Linked DNA regions of Gossypium hirsutum: region 1 is linked to region 2. The links are chromatin contacts, called in public Hi-C maps. All regions are on one chromosome and are shown on one strand. Each heading gives the region's core, a stretch centred on a gene start, on an enhancer-like site or on the middle of the called end of the contact. The rest is flanking DNA. Distances are from core to core; before and after follow the strand shown. Region 1 holds the start of LOC107963372 (transcription factor MYB102). Region 2 holds the start of LOC107961748.

Region 1 (5,524 bases), core at 2,341-4,840, 410 kb before region 2:
CATTTTTCCTTTTTTTTATAAAAATCTTTAAGTAAAACAAAAACAAAACATTATTTAAAATAAATTAAAAATCAAAATCAATTACAGAATGATGAATATTTGTATATAAACTCATTTAATTAATGAACATCTTTTTTATAAATCCAATTTTGTTTTTTTTCCGAGAGTGGCATAATTGTGTGCGTGTGAACAGAACGTGAGAAAGATAAAAGGGAGAAGTGTGATGGCTTCGAGTTTTAACCCCAAAGAATAGAAAATTTGACGTATGAATGACGTAAAGCTTACGAGGGATTTGTTACTAAGTAGTAACATAATATTTGGACTAGCTTATGGATTAATTAGTTTGATATAATTAATATGTAAAATATATTAATGGAAAAATAATTTGATGAGATAATTGGAGGCTGAATCCTTCCTTGCTTGTTTGAGATTTGAAAGGTTTACGAATAAATTAGGTAAATTAGATCACTCTAAAACAAAATATGTCCTACTGTAATTATTTTTTTTAATTTAATCTTTTTAATTAAAATAATTATATGAATTAAGTATTACCGTTAAAAACTATGCTAATCACTAATGGATTAGGTTATCAGCAATCTTCTCTCAACTGAAAACCTTGGCCTACCCTTTGTGTCGCTGATACCTCTATCGCCTAAGCTCTAGCATTGTCGTTTGACATCCGATTACATAATCTTGCTACGCTCACCACTGTTGTCCCCTTCTCTTTTTTTTTTTTGGTTTATTAAACCCTTGGCTGCCACCTACCAACTTAGCACTACCACTCACTGCTTCCAAACCATCGCCATTGTCATGAACCACCGATAACCAAACCCTAAACTATCCCATTGAAGGCCTTATATCCATTATCATTTAAGCCAAGTTTTTTCGAGTCCAACCGTGCTTGCGGTAAACAATGGGTTCCTTTTTTTTTCTTCGAAACAACAAAGTTTTTGTCCTCTCTTGGATTTATCAAAGCTCAACTTGTTCATGGTAGAAACCAGACCGATACAACACACCTTATCATTGCCTTTAACGCTTTTAAACTGCTTCAAGTACTCATTTTCGAGTTCTTTGAAGATATTAACGATGATCTCCATCGCAAATAACCCATTTTTGTTTAACTTTATTTGTGGCGTTGATAGATATGTCGATGGAGAGACGGAAATGGTGGAATTATGAGGGGTCTGGTAGTTGAAGAAGTGCTTGGGACATGGGGGTTAGTGCTCATCGTCAGTATGCTTGGGATCGACGTTGAAGCGATGCTGATGTGGGGGTTGGAGGATAAGTTCAAGTTGTTTATGAAACAAGAACGAAGAGGAACGAAGACGATTGATAGTGCTGTTAGTGGAAAATATAATTTTTAATTACAGTAATTAATTCAAACAATTATATTAATTAAAATGATTAGATTGAAAAAAAATAAAATGAGAAGAACTTTTTTAGATAGTTTACCCAACATTAAATCGTGTATACAAGAAATATATATATATAAAAGAGCTCAGTCGAGTAGCTTGTCTAAAACTAGATAGAAAGCTCAAAGTCAAACCCCTTCACATTGGGACCCATTTTTGCATGGTAGAGCCACGTGCCCTTCAACATGCTTACGTCATTAGATATTAAATTGTTCTGAATTTGAATAACAGCACAAGAGTCATGCCATGTTATTCAATAAAAGCAAGCTCTGCCTTTTAATGGTGAGCCCTCCCACCCTCAAGGTTTGGTCGACGCTAATTGATCGACGCGTGCCCTCCTTTCTTCTCTCTCTCTCTCTTTTTTTTTTAGGTCAAATCCCCTTCCATTATGTGACCTTCCAAGCAGAATTGCTTCATCACTACCTTAAAAACAGTTTCTCTTACACTTCCTCTCTTTGAACCCAATGTCTTTTTCTATTTTTATTGATACTTTTATATTTTTTTTTATATCGAAATAAATAGAAAAAAATCTAAATTAAAGGAAAGGATGATTTGGACACGAAGTTCAAACTCCGGATATGTTGTCAATCAGAGTTGAAACCAACACACTAAATAAACCAGTAAAAAAATAACTTAAATTATCTTTAACCAGTGCTTATAAGTATGGATTAAGCATAAATGTCATAAATCTGGTGAAGAAAGCAAACGGCATCATCTTATATATAATTTGGTATGATTTGATTCATTATTTTCGGAAGTAGATATGAATTGAATAAATATATATAGTATATAATAAGATGACTTGTCTGTATAATAATATAATACATATGTGATAAGATATACCAATAGTAAAGAAAAGAAAAAGGACAGAACGTTGCTTCTAACACAGTGATCTTAAGAGAAATTAACTATTAATTAGTAGAAATTTTTACACGTATCGACATGTCTCACTGAATCAAAAAAAGAAAAAAGAAAAACTCTTTTTGGGAGTTATGCATTTGGAATTACATGAAATCATTAACATCCAAAATATCAGGGATTTCCGACTTCAAAATGTTGGTGCAATAGCTTTCTGTTTCGTTTTCAGTGGTGCTGCTACTGTTGAGGTATGCGAAGTCTGAATTCAATGGGGCGGGGCTCGACGAAGGCGTCGACACAACTGACCCCAACCCCAAGCTCTGGTTGCTGTTGATGGAATGGAAATTCGAGGTTTCGATTGAAGGGTCCATTACGGTTTGATAATCCGAGCCGTAATAGTTGTACTGCGGCGGTAGCGGCACGTAATCTTCAGTCAAAATTGAAGGCATAACATAGTCATTGAAATTTGATGGGAATTGGTTCAAGTTGGGTTTCATCACGAGTTGTTGTTCTTCGTTATAAAATGGAACACTACAAGTTGGGGTTTCTTCGACTTGTGCATGGAAATGGTTAGATTGCATCAATGGTTGATATTGGTCAACATTACGAAGAAGCTCAGGGTTAGCAAAAGACTGGATAAGATATTGGTTGTGAAGGAAAGAGAGACCGAGAAGATCCAGTCGAGGAGTATGGGTCACCGGATCGATCCCCATTCGAAGAAGAATTTTTCTAATGTGTGTGTTCCAATAGTTTTTTATTTCGTTATCTGTTCTTCCGGGCAACCGAGCAGCAATGGCAGACCACCTTAAAACATTACAAAACATTAAGGGAAAAAAACACAATAATAGAACTGAAAACAGCAAATAAAGATGTAAACAGAACTTACTTGTTGCCCAATATACTATGTAGCTGAATTATAGTCTCTTCTTCTTCAAAAGAAAACCTTCCTCTCTTGATATCAGGCCTCAAGTAGTTAGTCCATCGAAGACGACAACTCTTTCCACATCTTTGCAACCCTATAATAAAAGATTTTACAAACCCATCAGGCGTGAAGTCCATAAGAAGTACTATAATTCATCCGTAGACAAAACATATGGTGTCCTATCGGTAAATGAATGCTAGAGGTTTACCAGCATTCTTTGGAAGTGTCCTCCAATTTCCATAACCATGTTTTTGAATATAATCAATCAATTTTTTATCTTCTTCAGGAGTCCATGGCCCTTTTTTGAGCCCATTTTTATCACAACAAAGTGCTCTTCCCATGTTTATTGCTTAGTGACAGAGAAGAGAGAAAAATGATGCAGCAGCAAAGAGATGCAGGGTCCCTATAGGTACGTACTTGTATAAATAGGGAGAGAAACCAAAGCAAAAGTCAAATAGATTAGGTACCGTCCTCTGTTTATTACTATGGCAACGTGTCCTCAAATCTTGGCTCCCATATCTTTAAATCTATCAATTACTTTTATTTATTTATTTATTTATTTTAGTTAAACTCATTTTTTTAAGTTGGGTTTATAATTTATGAAATTTTTTTTTTTAAATTTTTGGTTATATCTCCCAACATTATTTTCAAAGTTTTATCTTCTTAAAATATAATATGTATTATCAGTATACTTAATATTTTGTGATATTATTACTTATCTTTTAATAGATCTCAAATTTATCTATCCAAATTTGTTATTAAGTTTAAGTGGTAAAAAAATTTATTCCTTTTAAACAAAGTTTTAATTCTAAGTTTTAAAGATGAAAAAAATAATAATAAATTTTATTTTTAATTTAAAAATTAGATCTAGGTTAACTCTAAAATTAATGTGATTACCATCCAAATTCATAAACTGCAGTCATTTTTTGCCCAACATTATGCGGGAGGAGAGTGTCACTCCTCACTTTCTGGATTCATATTAGCTGTCACCAACATGAAACAGCCACCTGCCCCTTCTTTTCTTCTGGCATAATTTGCATGGCTACAATTTTACCAAGATTGGCTTTGACTTACTATCTCAAAGTCCTTTGATTTTTTTTTTCTTTTAAACATAAGAAATTGCAAATACAAAAAGGAAATATTTTTAAAAAAATTATATTTTAATTTTTTAAAAAGGAAATTGAATTAAAATCGAAAAGCGATTAGTTAATTGTTTTGTCCATTGAAAGCTGCATTGGTAGGCCGATTCTATTGCCCTCACATGAGGGTAATGTGCAATTATTTTAACACTTGAGGGATTCAAGTCAATTACTTATGTGTGTTTTTAATAAATAAATAAGCATTTAATTCGAGGATGATAACAATGGTGTTTGGTATGCATAGAGAGAACAGAAAAAGGGCCCCTCCAATAAATTTCAGGAAAAGGTTTAATTTTCACAATTTAAAATTTGCATCCATAAATATATAATTAATTTTTATCTTATGTGATATGATACATGAATTACTCGTCTATTTTTATAAATTGTTATTATATTGATATTAATATATTATTTAAAATTATTGATGAAACATATTTGAATATATAAACAACTTAAAAAAATATACTTAAGTTTTTTTAAATACAATATAATAAATTTAAAATATTATAAATATAATATATTCATAATGTTATGGATATAATTTATGGGTCAATTATGATGAAGGAAATTTGAAAAATAAATTTGTTATAAATTCTATATTCAGAATTTTAAGACACATTGTATAAGTAAGTTAGAAATAAAGTGTCAAAACAATTTTTAATTTTAAAAATAAAGTTTTAATTTTTAATTTTAAAAATAAATTTTGTTAGAATTGTGTGACCTAAATTCTAAGAGATTGCTTGCAAGTTAAGTTAAAAAAATATTTTATTTCTAGACGATTTAGTATTTATTACTATAATTTATTTAGCATTTATTAGCATAATATACTTGACATTGATTAGAATTAGGTTTTTTTTCAATCTATAAATAGATGTAGTCAAAACTCCTCTTATATCATTCAAATTCAACATTAATGAATTTTCTTCTCCTTTGCCTGTGGTTTTTCCCCGTAAGAGTTTCTACGTAAAATCTGTGTGTTATATTTTCTCGTTGTGGCAGAGAAAGATGTAGGCAGTTCTTGTGTAGATGGATTTGGAGTATGCCTTGTTAGGGGTAGATAAGATGCCTTCGACATTGACAGAGGAAAAGAAGAAGTGTAAAGATCGAAAGGTTTTAATGCAATTACATATGCATCTGTCGAATGAAATTCTACAGAATGTGATAAAGGAAAAGACCGTCACTACATTATGGGC
Region 2 (5,568 bases), core at 1,000-3,499:
AATCAAACTTAGACATCCAGTTGTCCTTATCCACTTATCTCCAATCTCCATCTCTTTGTCAGTCTCCTAATCATTAAGGAAAGCTTTAGACGCGTTTTCCCTCTTCGTCCTATCTAATATCTATATATATATATATCCACTCTCAATCTACACTTGAAATACTTTGAAAACAATCTTTTCCTTTGTAGTTTGGGATATTTATAAGGTTGTGACTGATGCAGGGGATGAAAGAGCAGTCATCCAAGTGTGAATCTCTCAAGGATTCTTCTTCTTGGTGTTCCTCTAAGCAAGCAAGGCGTCATCTCAATGCAGTTAACTCCGAGGGTTTCAAGGCTGCCAACATCGATAGGTTGAAATAGGCCGAAGAGTCTCTCAGAACTGTCATGTACTTGAGTTGCTGGGGTCTTAACTAACCAAAATCTTTACCCTCAGGTTGTTAAAATTCTTACATGTACATAGCTTGTTTATAAGGAAATATAAATATATGCAGTGTGAGGATTTTAGAGCCCTACTGTCAATCTTTCTCCCCTGACAAGTAATGTAATCAGTTCATGATTTCTATCTCTAATTTCGATTTTTAGGGGTTAAATTAGCACTAATGAACCCGACATTTGACCTAATTAAAAATGTTTCTGAAGATTAGTATTACACCTCATGCCTGACGTAGCATGCTTATCCTTTCTCTTGCAATAATGTTGACATGACTTAACAAAAAATTAATCCACTCACATGGTAAGAACTTCTTACTTAGTTTGAATTCTAAACGAGGGAAATGAAGGAATGCATTTTGTTGTGGGAAATGTAGCGATCCATTCTCTTATAAAAAGCTTATGGATTATGTTCATTTTACCTCAATATAATTTTAGTTTAGCAATATTTTTTAAAAGAGTTTTTAAAAAATATTTGGAAAATATTTTTGAAAATTTTAATTTAAGATTTAAATATTTAGTATTACTGTCAAAAAGAATTTTTAAGAAATAAAATATCTATTTTAGACATGGTGTTATAAAGTAATAAATTTACATTTAAATAATGTTCAAATTAATTAATATTATGATATTTTAGTAAGAATATAAAAAATAATTTATTATAACTTGTTAATATTTTAATATATGAAATATAAATTTTAAATATTTTTAAAAAAATTTAATCTTAATTATTCATAAAATTTAATTTGAATATATAAACTATATTTTAAATAATAAAATATAACCAATAAAAAATTAAAATATAATATTATATATATAATAAATTTTAATAGGAAAATAATTATATACAAAATACAAACATTATATAAAATATATTATAAAGGTTAAAACTGTCATTTGATCTAAAAGCACTTTTGTCAATAGCAAAAGTTTAAAAGAAAATTGCTTTTGCTTTTAAATTCAAAAATACTTTTAAAAACACTTTTGACTCTACAAATTATTTGTTTAGCATTGCTTCTTGTTTGAAAAGTGCTTTTGTCCCCAAAAACACTTTTAAAAAGTAATGTTAAACAAATCCTTAGTTTTACACTAACAACTCAATTTAATTTGCTCAAGGTTTGATTGTTTGTTTTGTATCCAATTTTAGATAAGAAATTTCTTTCTTATTTGTCTCCGTTTGAATGAAATTTTTTATTTTGTATAATTTGAAATTTAATTTCTATATTTTAAAAGTTAAAAATTTTATCTTTTTATTTTTTTTCAATTTAAAATTTTTACTCTAATCATTATTGTTATTAATAATTTTTGTAAATATTTGTTAATTTATCATATTTAATTTTTGTCCATCATATCAGAGACTATTTGAAATTTTGAGTTACTGAATTTTTTAAATAAAGAAAAAATAAGACTTCATTTTAAACAAAGTCTCATTCAAGCCTAATTTTAACTTGGTCAATGGTAACTTACTCTCTCTTTTCCTCTCTGGCCTAATTGCTTAAGATTTAAGAGGACCAGACGAAGCCAATAATTCAATTTCCGCGCTATTCTCACTAATTATTTCTGTTATTACATTCTTAATTAACTTTCAACCACAAATATAATTATTTTAATCAATCCTTCTAATTTAAACAAAACCGTTTATAAGTAGAGCCAAAATTGCTATTTTAAAATCAAAGTTATAATGAATTTTCTTCCGTAATTAAAAAAAAAAACTAGAAATGGTATTGTTGACATTTCTCTTTCCTGTTGAATAAATAGAACACAAAAAAGGGCGTCAATCTTTTAATTAATTAATTGTAAGTACACCAAAATTACTTGGATTTTTTAATCACTAAAAAATATATTAAACAACCATTGAAAAAAGCTTAATTATCCATTAAATTTTGAACCTTTTTTTTTTAATGATCTTTTGAGTTGCAGGAAATGAAAATCCTTAAAGGTCCTCCTTTATCTTACACAACATGTACATGGCATGCTTATCCATTATCTTACAAAAAGCTAATGAACTGTGGTCATTTGACAAGTTGAAGCCCAACTCACTTTTGGCCCGTTTTTAATATCCCATAACCCATGTTTGTAAAGACTACACCAACAAGCCGATTTAATTTGCCTGTATTCTCCTCATCTCCATCTCCACCACATAAACTCCATAACGATCCAAATTCAACCTAATTCTCTTCTAGTGATCTTCTTTTGATCGAAACAGAAAGTATGATTTTACACTTACCTTGTACAACTCTTTATCAAACACCATTACTATCCAATCCTAGATATCCTCAAAAACTAGCTAAAACCCAAACCAGTTTTTCACCAGCAAACAAATTGTCCATTGCAAGAAAGCTTGTAATAAGAGGATGCAGCAATAGCCAAGGTGGTGAAGGAGAAAAGAAGACAGAAAGAAGAAGTTTCCTATCTCTAGAAGAGGCTGGTTTGGTTGAAATATCTGGTTTAAGCTCTCATGAAAAGTTCCTATGTCGATTAACGGTAAACCTCTCCTTAATATTCCATGGAAATGTGAAATCTAATATCTGAATGCTATTTAAGACTAAAATTAAGAAAATTGGGGGTATGGTTGCAGATATCATCATTGAATCTACTTAGAGTGATATCAGAACAGGAAGGATGTTCAATTGAAGAGATGAATGCTGGAAGAGTATGTGATTGGTTTGTGAAAGATAAACTGAAAAGAGAACAAAACATAGATTCTGCAGTTCTTCAATGGGATGAATCTGAATTTCCTTTTTAGATGGATTTAGATTATATAATTCTTATATAACTTTTTTAGCTTAACTGTGAATTTTCATTCAAATTAAAGTTTTTGGGTCATATCATAGTGGATCAAATTATTGTATGTTCTTTTAGTACCATTTGAATTTGAACTGGTATTGTTGAATTAAATTAACTTTGCTCATCAAATATATATTAATAGAGATTTTGTGTGTAAAACAAGTTCTATGATATTAATTTAATTAAATTTTATTTAAATTTATTCATATTTATAAATAATTAACCTGATTGTTATATATTATTTTATTTTTAATTTTATATAATTTTTTTATTAAAATTTTAAACATAAGAAATTCACATGTTTTTAATGTCTAAATTATAATATTATATATGGGTTAAATAAGATGTATAAGTCGATTTTGAAATTTATTTAGGTTTTTAGGCCGGTTTTAAAATTATTTAGGGAAATAAGTCGATTTTGAGGAAAAACGCGTCTAGCTGGGCAAGCTTTCTATACACGTGTCAAGAAAACTCGCCTAACTGGACGCACTTTTCCTTTAAGTTGTAATTTTTGAATTTTTTAATATAATTAATTTTTTTGATCAGATGATTAAATGTTGGTGGTTTTGTCCTTGAGTTCTAAGTTTGATTCCTCTCCCACTTATGTTTATATTGTTTATTTCATGTTGTTTTAAGCTCTCTTTTTTAATGAATGTTTTTAATATATTAGCTTCCTAAATTAAATGATTAAATAATAATCATTTCATCCTTGATACTCAATTTCAATTCCCCTTCTCTAAACACATTTGTAATTTTTATTTCATACTATTTCAAGTTTTTTTTAACTAATAAATATATATTTTTTATTTCAATTCATTGTTTTAATTAATAACTCTATTATTCATAAAATCAAATAATAAATATGTAATTATATAATAAAAATATATACTTTACATATATCATTATGTTAAAAATATTTGAAATTAATAACTCCTTTTTATATAATATAAACATCAACTAATTTTTTGATATATTTTTCTTTATATATAATATTTATATGTCAAATATATATTTTTCTCCACATATATTGTGGGTATGGTTATTTCTAAAATTATAAAATGAAATAATTATTTCAAATATAATTATTATTTTTATATATAAAATATTTCAAATATCATTATTTTTCATCTACATTAAGAGTATGATATTTTAAATATTTTTATATGTGGAATATTTCAATTAATTATTTGAAATATCATTATGTTTATATGTGAAATATTTTAAATACACATACAAAAATATTTACTAATTTACTAAAAATAATCATATTTGTAATAATTATTTGATTTTATGAATAAAAGAGTTATTAATTAAAAAGATGAATTAAAATAAAAAATTGAAAAAATATATTTATTAATTAAAAATAAAAAACTTGAAACACTATGAAATAAAAATTACAAAAGTGTTTAGAAAAGGGGAATTAAAATTGGGTCTCAATGATGATATTATTATTATTTAACCATTTAAATAAGGAAGCTAAATGTTAAAAACATTCATTAAAAAAAGCCTAAAACAACATGAAATAAAAAATATAAACGTGAGTGGGAGAGAACTTGAACTTGGGACTTAAGAATAAAACTACCAACATTTAATCATCCAACTAAAGAAATTAATTGTATTAAAAAAATCAAAATTTGCAACTAAAGTGCATTCAGCTAGACGAGTTTTCTTGACACGTATATGGAAAGCTCGCCCAGCTGGACACGCTTTCCAGAAAGCTTGCCTAGCTGAACGAGCTTTCCCTCAAAATCAGCCTATTTCCCAAACCGGCCTAAATAAATTTCAAATTTGGCCTATAGGTCTTATTTTCCCTTATATATATGATCATAGATATAATCTTTATGTAATATAAACTATAAAATATATAAAAGGCTTAATGGAAAATTTAGCCACTAACGTTTACATATTTTGTCAAAATGGCTGTAACACCCTTAACCCGTATCCGTCGCCGGAATAGGGTTACAAGGCATTACCGATCAACCACAACATAACTCATATAGTTATGCAATCATTATTAAAAACCTATTCATTTCAATCACTTTATCCCTTATAAGGTCCTATGAGACCTTAAAATATGCTTAGAAGTGGTTCAGGACTAAACCGATAACATTCACAAACTTTGAGAAACTTATAAAATTTTCAAACTTCAAAAGGTCACACGCCCATGTGAACAAGCCGTTTGCCTTACACGGTTACCAGACACACCAGTGTCACAGGCCGTGTGAAAACAGGGCATACATACTGACTTGGGTCATACGGCCAACCACACGCCCGTGTGTCTAGCCCGTGTACCCTTTGAAATGGCCACACACGCCCATGTTCCAAGTTTGTGTGCCTTACACGACCATTGGAA

Evidence for each region. A called contact is a pair of places that touch in the nucleus more often than the background predicts.
Region 1: a contact with region 2 is called in a Hi-C map of leaf, with 2.0 times the contacts expected there. The contact joins the promoter of LOC107963372 here to the promoter of LOC107961748 in region 2. A contact is called at or near these places in 12 of 34 Hi-C or Micro-C datasets (callus, hypocotyl, leaf and 2 more).

Annotation. Positions count from the first base shown.
Region 1 is chrA06:92,920,089-92,925,612 of Gossypium_hirsutum_v2.1, reverse strand. It overlaps LOC107963372 (transcription factor MYB102), which reads right to left and starts at 3,590. Exons shown (of 3, transcript XM_016899916.2): 1 at 3,401-3,590; 2 at 3,157-3,286; 3 at 2,251-3,074. The coding sequence starts at 3,533. The coding sequence ends at 2,417.
Region 2 is chrA06:92,504,478-92,510,045 of Gossypium_hirsutum_v2.1, reverse strand. It overlaps LOC107961748, which reads left to right and starts at 2,249. Exons shown (of 2, transcript XM_016897849.2): 1 at 2,249-2,912; 2 at 3,007-3,320. The coding sequence starts at 2,640. The coding sequence ends at 3,174.